2 separate regions of the Mus musculus genome follow, and region 2 is linked to region 1. A link is a contact called in public promoter capture Hi-C data. All regions are on one chromosome and are shown on one strand. The core of a region is the stretch at or near the end of the contact, and the rest is flanking DNA. Distances in the headings are between cores, read along the strand shown. Region 1 holds the start of C77080 (expressed sequence C77080). Region 2 holds the start of Tssk3 (testis-specific serine kinase 3).

What was found. Capture Hi-C pulls out chosen DNA fragments and counts their contacts.
Region 2: a contact with region 1 is called in a promoter capture Hi-C map of pancreatic islet. The contact joins the promoter of Tssk3 here to the promoter of C77080 in region 1. A contact is called at or near these places in 3 of 115 datasets of contacts at active chromatin or transcription factors (embryonic stem cells and pancreatic cancer cells) and 2 of 9 other capture datasets (liver and pancreatic islet).

The regions. Positions count from the first base shown.
Region 1 is chr4:129,246,864-129,249,982 of GRCm38.p6, reverse strand. It overlaps C77080 (expressed sequence C77080), which reads left to right and starts at 1,540. Exons shown (of 7, transcript NM_001033189.3): 1 at 1,540-1,862. The coding sequence starts at 1,637. All of the region lies in intron 1 of Gm12976 (a long non-coding RNA gene), which reads right to left.
Region 2 is chr4:129,488,962-129,492,036 of GRCm38.p6, reverse strand. Tssk3 (testis-specific serine kinase 3) reads left to right here and starts at 1,267. Exons shown (of 2, transcript NM_080442.2): 1 at 1,267-1,575; 2 at 2,305-3,029. The coding sequence starts at 1,431. The coding sequence ends at 2,966. Fam229a (family with sequence similarity 229, member A) reads right to left here and starts at 847. Exons shown (of 3, transcript NM_001085491.2): 1 at 702-847; 2 at 476-622; 3 at 81-345. The coding sequence starts at 838. The coding sequence ends at 243.

The DNA of each region.
Region 1 (3,119 bases), core at 291-2,790:
ACGGGGAGCAATCTCTCAAGCCCGAGAGCAACACTTTTTGCAGCCAGGCATGTTGGTAGTGGTAGCAGCTTACATAGGTCCACCATACGATGACACGAGGATAGTATGATGGCCTTAAAGATTATACAGCCAAACTCTGCCACAGGAAAGAGAGTACTGAAAGAGTGGGTACTGGTGGTTAGGAATAAAGAACACTCTCCTGACCACACTTTCCAAAGGCCAGGGCAAGGACAGCCGCCTTTAGATCTCCAATCCAACTTCCTCTCCTCCTGCTGGGAGCAGCTGGCATTCAGAAAAGACTTGTTTATACATGTAAACAAACAAACAAAAAGCCAGAGTATTTGTCTTCCCACTTCTGAATGCATGCAGACTTATTTTATTTATCCCTTTGCCTGAGGCTCAGCATGGGTAGTAGGTGATCTGCCTTAGGGCCCAGGTTCACCACTGCTGGGAGCCTTGGGGCCGTTCAGGGACTGGAGCAGGTCAGATCACTCTGCACTGAGGTCCGCTTACAACCTTAGAGTGAGGTCTACTGCGTGCCAGGGCAGATTAGGCTGGGTGATCAGGTCCTGTTCCTGTCCTAATGCAGACTAGGGCCCCGGGAGAAAGCTGTGTGACAAAAGTCAAGTTGATGATGCTAGACAACTCTCAACTCTAACTGCGGGACGTATGAACAAGACTCTTCTGGGGGCCGCGGAGGTTTGCTAGCCTCGAGGCAGAGATGAGCATCAGAATGCTGGCTTTGATTCCCTCCTGGCCTCACTCTCCCTTCTGTCCTAAGGGGGAAACATTCCCTACCTTGCTTTCCTCGCAGCTTATAAAATCAGAGATATAAAAGGGCTTGGTCAGCTATAATACAGCACGAGAGGCCGGCAAGGAAATGAACACAGCATTTTCCAGACTTCTAAAGGCTTTCCCTTAACCAGCTTCTCCAGGCACACACTTAGTCGCCTACCTCAAGATCCACCCTTATTTATCGTAGTTGAGCATCTCAGTAGGAAAGCCCGAGTCTTACTATAAGTGCCCTGGGGGAATCACAGCCTCGTTAAGGGTAAACTGAGGCCTGAACATCCCACTCTAGGTACTCAGGAATGAATCAGAAACAACCAAGAACAGAGCAATTGCTGGAGGCTTCCCCCCCACCCCCCTCCGGTGGTCCTGAGCCAGGGGAATACCTGCCACAGGTCCCAGGTGTCTGGGAAAAAAAGTCTTTCCCCAACCATAGGAGACACCGGGTGATCCAAAGGCCAGTACCTCGCTGCCCTACGAATCCCGAACACCCTCGGGGTTTTTCGAGAGACAGACCCTCGAGGATCAAGGAGGGGCGGGGCGAGGAACCTCTACTCTGCAGCCGGACCTCGCCCTCGGGGCAAGGCCGGCGGGGAGGGGCGCCTTGCCGCTGCGCTGCTACCGTCCCCCCCCCCCCCGCCCCCGACGGCCGCTCCCGCCGCTCGAGCCCCGCCCGCCCGGCGGCCCCGCCCGCGCTGCCCCCGCCCCCGCAGCGATCGCTCAGCCTCCGCCGCCCAAACTTTTTTCTCCGGGCGCGTCTCCGGCGGCGGCCGCCCCCGCGCATGGGCGCCGCGCTGCAGGGGGCCTGACCCCCGCCGCGGGCACCGCGCCTCCCCAGCCCCGCGCCATGGCGGCCCGCGCGCCCCCCGCCGCACCTGCGGCCGACGAGCCTGGGAGCCCCGGCGGCCCCCCGCGCAGGAAGAAGTCCCGCTCCGGCCTCCGCCGTGCCTTCAGCTGGCTGAGGGGCAAACGGCGCAAGAAGAAGGCGGCCGGGGCCGAGGGCGCCGAGTCCACAGCCTCGCGGGCTAAGAAAGCGGACGACAAGGCCAAGCGGGCCAAGGGCAAAAGCCGAGGTGAGCTGGCCTGGCACCTGGGTCGAGCGCGCCCATGGGTGTGGCAGGGTGGGTCCCTCTGGTGGGGTCGGCTGTAATGTGGACGGCTTGTCTCCTAGGCAATGGTTTTGGGGGAAGTGAAGAGCCCAGGGCACCCCAAGATAGGTCCTGCGCCGCTCCAGGGGCACAACCTATCCAACTGTGAGAGGCAGAGACCCCCATCTGGGCAGGGATCCCCTAGTTTACGCAGGAAGTGCTGGCTGGCTGGCCCTCCTGGTGGAAAGACACTTTCCTTCTCCTAAGTTGTGCCCTCTGCTGAGTCAAGGGGTCAGAGATTTGACACTGGCCCAGGGCCAATGGGAGAGGCAGGTGGCCTTGGGTCTTGGGGTGTCGGTCTCTTTGGGTCTTTAAGGTCAGCCTACTCAAAAGGAGTTCTTTTTGCCCTCCAGGTAGATCCTGGTTCCAGCTCCCCAAAGTACTCAGCTTGGAGTCCTTTGCTTGAGGTTGTTACCAGTGTTAGCTTTTCCCATCTCCACACCCCGCACCCCCCCTCCCCTCCCTTACCTGGGCCAAACCACAAACATCCACCTCCTGAGGTGGTGAGATCACCTTCCTGAACCAGAGTCCTCTCCTCATCACTCACCACTCTCCCTAGTCCCTTGTCCCCCGTAGTAACCTGCTTGTGTTGAAAATGGAGAAACTGAGGCTCAAGTGAGGTGGAGAGCCTTTGCCTGTGCTGCTGTGCCAGGAGAAGTCAGCAGCTGCTTCCTAGTGTTTGGAAGTTTTGAGCCCATGGCTCTCCCTGGACTCTAAGGGGTGGGAAGCCTGAGAGATGGGGGAGATGGGGAAGGAAGAAACTGGGAGCCTTATATCCCTGTTAAGGTCACTGTACTTTTGGCCACTTGTTTGGCTTCTCCCCCATCTCCTGTTTCTGTCATCAGTTTGGTGGGGAGACCTTTAGTCTCTGCTGGGGCGGGGGGGGGGGGTAGAGGCCAGCGGCTGCTGGAAGTTTATCTTCCTATACTGCCAAGCTAAAGTGCTGAAGGTGAGGGAATGGCCTGGGTCAGGGCCCATCCCACCTAGCTGTGTTTACCTTCAGTGTCCTTTAACTGCCTCTGGCGAATTAGAAGGAACTTTAGGGGTCAGGAAGAGGGTGGAAAGCCTCTTGTACGATTGCATCCGGCAGATCTTCCTTTTGGATAAGGGCCCTGCTCCCTTGCGGCCCAGCCACAAATAGAAATTTGGGCGCTGGGACTGAGATGAGTGGGCCAAGCCCCG
Region 2 (3,075 bases), core at 18-2,517, 240 kb before region 1:
TAGCCCAAGAGTGATACTGGCTGGGTCCGAGAAGTCGGTGGGCCCGATCCGACGGATACACATACACGGCCAGCCCGGAATGGAAAGAACAGTTTATGCTGTGCTTTATTAAAATGTGCATCATTCTTTTATTTTAAAATGTGCATCATTGTCTCGTGCTCGGCGCGTGCGACCTCAGCGTGGTGGCCCGCGGCTGGCCTCGTCCGTCCCGGCTCCTGCAGAGCTGCCGTGCGCAGGCGCACTCAGGTAGCACGGGCCCGGGGGCTCCCGCCCATGGCCAGGTAGACGTCGATGGGCACGTGCAGCAGCGTCAGACAGTGGCAGCCCGGGCAGCGTCGGAGCGGCCTGGCGAAAGCGGCAGGCGACAGGGGGCGCAAAGTGTTGGGGCGCGCCAGGGGATGCGCCTGGGATCTTTGGGGGTAGGGCCCTGGGGATGGCGATGGGGCAGGGCCGAGGGGTGGGACGACGGACTCACCTGACAGGGTTTTGATCCGTAGCTACAGGCTCCGGGCTATCCTGGGACTCGGGGGCGGAGGCAAGGCCAGGGGAGTCTCCGGCCTCAATGGGGAATCTTCGACCCTGTGGGGTCTCCTGGGCACTCATGTCCAGGCCCCGGGGCACTCTGTATAGGAGTGGCGGTCAGGCAGCTCCGGGCCCCTAGATGCTCCCTGCCCGTGCCCGTCTCCTGTGTCGTGGCTTACCTGCCAGAGGCCGAGGCCGGTCCCAGGCTGGAAGCAACTGCCCGAGCCCTGGCCACGGGAGGACGCTCCGGTCCAGGCGGAGCCTGGCAGGTGTCTGCTGCGCGCCCGGGCCCCAGCGTCGAAGGGGAGGACTGCATTGTGACCCCGATCTCTGCGTGCTGACCTCACACAGCCTGTTCCTCGCTGGAATTCTTAGGCAGTCCCAGAGCGTTCCGGCATTTAGTGAGGGCCCGGGCCTGAGGCCAGAGGGCTCTGGAGATCGCACCTTGGTGACCAGTTTGCACTCTTTCCCAACAGCTGGATGGGGACTTCGGAGGTGAGGGCGACCTGCCTGGAAGCGGAGCCCACATGGAGAAGGCCCGCCTCCCTGACCTACGCGGCCACCCAGGCCCGTTCCCCAGCATCGCTACCACTCTGCGCCTTGCTCAAGACTGACTTAACCCATGCTGGATTTGCTGGTGGTGGCGAGGGAAAGTAGGGACACTGCCCATGTTGTCTGAGGGTCACACAGCATTTACATCACAATTGGGCAGGAGTTTAAAAATGTCTGGTCCTCTCCCTCCCCACCACCTGTGGCTGTGTCCAGACGGAGAATGTTCTAGCCCTGGAGGCAGCTGTGAATGAAGTCCTTGGGGGGAAAAGAAGCAGGCCGAGGGCGATGGTGGAGTAGAGCTGCCTCGCAGAGGCAGCATGAGCTGAGAGGGTGACAAGAAGGAGGCGCTACACAGCATGGAGGACTTTCTACTCTCCAATGGGTATCAGCTGGGCAAGACCATTGGGGAAGGGACCTACTCAAAAGTCAAAGAAGCATTTTCCAAAAAACATCAAAGAAAAGTGGCAATTAAAATTATAGACAAGATGGGAGGGCCAGAAGGTGAGCTGGGGTCCTTGGGAGGAAGGGTGGGCTAGCCAACACGGGTAGGCCCTTTCCTCAGAGCATCTCTTCCTCCCTTTGAGTCAGGATGGCAGAAAGCAAGTCAGATTCCTGCCCTAAATAGAAGGATGTAGGGAAACCAGGATCCTCACACCTTTCCAGAGCCACAATCGTAGCACAAGAAAAAGAAAGGGTCCTAAACCGGGCGTGGTGGCATGCGCCTTTAATCCCAGCACTCAGGAGAGGCAGAGGCAGGTGGATTTCTGAGTTCGAGGCCAGCCTGGTCTACAAAGTGAGTTCCAGGACAGCCAGGGCTATCCAGAGAAACCCTGTCTCAGAAAACAAAATAAAAAACAAAACAAAACAAAACAAAAGGTCCTCAGTTTTTCCTGTCCCAAGAGGCGTTGGCCAGAAGACAGCAGGAACTGGTACCCTGCAGGTGGAAGAGGGACAGGACAATAGATCCCTGGAAAGAATAGTGAGATGCAATAGCTTTGAACTTCCCAAATCCCTCATCTGTGGTCTCACAGGCTGCTGGGAGGAGGTTCCAAGGATGAGCTAATCATGAAAGGAAGGCAATACTTGCTGCTAGAGACACCCGAGACTGGTCAGGGAGTCAAGAAAGAACACCTAGACATGGTAGGTGTCTGGAAGCTGGAAAGCAGGAGCCAAGAGGGAGGAACCAGGACGTTTTGATCTTGATTTTTGTCTCCCCACTTTTTCCCTCAGAGTTTATCCAGAGATTCCTGCCTCGTGAGCTCCAGATTGTCCGTACCCTGGACCACAAAAACATCATCCAGGTGTATGAGATGCTGGAGTCAGCAGATGGAAAAATCTACCTGGTGATGGAACTGGCTGAGGGAGGGGATGTCTTTGACTGTGTGCTGAACGGAGGGCCACTTCCCGAGAGCCGGGCCAAGGCCCTCTTCCGCCAGATGGTTGAGGCTATTCGCTATTGCCATGGCTGTGGCGTGGCCCACCGGGACCTTAAGTGTGAGAACGCCTTGTTGCAGGGCTTCAACCTGAAGCTGACCGACTTTGGCTTTGCCAAGGTGCTACCCAAGTCACGCAGGGAGCTGAGCCAGACCTTCTGTGGCAGCACAGCCTATGCCGCCCCTGAGGTGCTACAGGGCATACCCCATGATAGCAAGAAAGGTGATGTCTGGAGCATGGGTGTGGTCCTGTATGTAATGCTCTGTGCAAGTCTACCTTTTGATGACACAGATATCCCCAAGATGCTGTGGCAGCAGCAGAAGGGGGTGTCCTTCCCCACTCATTTGGGCATCTCAACCGAATGCCAGGACCTGCTCAAGCGGCTCCTGGAACCAGACATGATACTCCGGCCTTCAATCGAAGAAGTTAGTTGGCACCCATGGCTAGCAAGCACTTGATAAAAGCAATGGCAAGTCCTCCCCAATAAAGTAGGGGGAGAAAGCAAACTGAAAAAACCCGCTTCTAAAATGGTGATCTATATTTTACACTTAAGTCCACTTCTCCCAT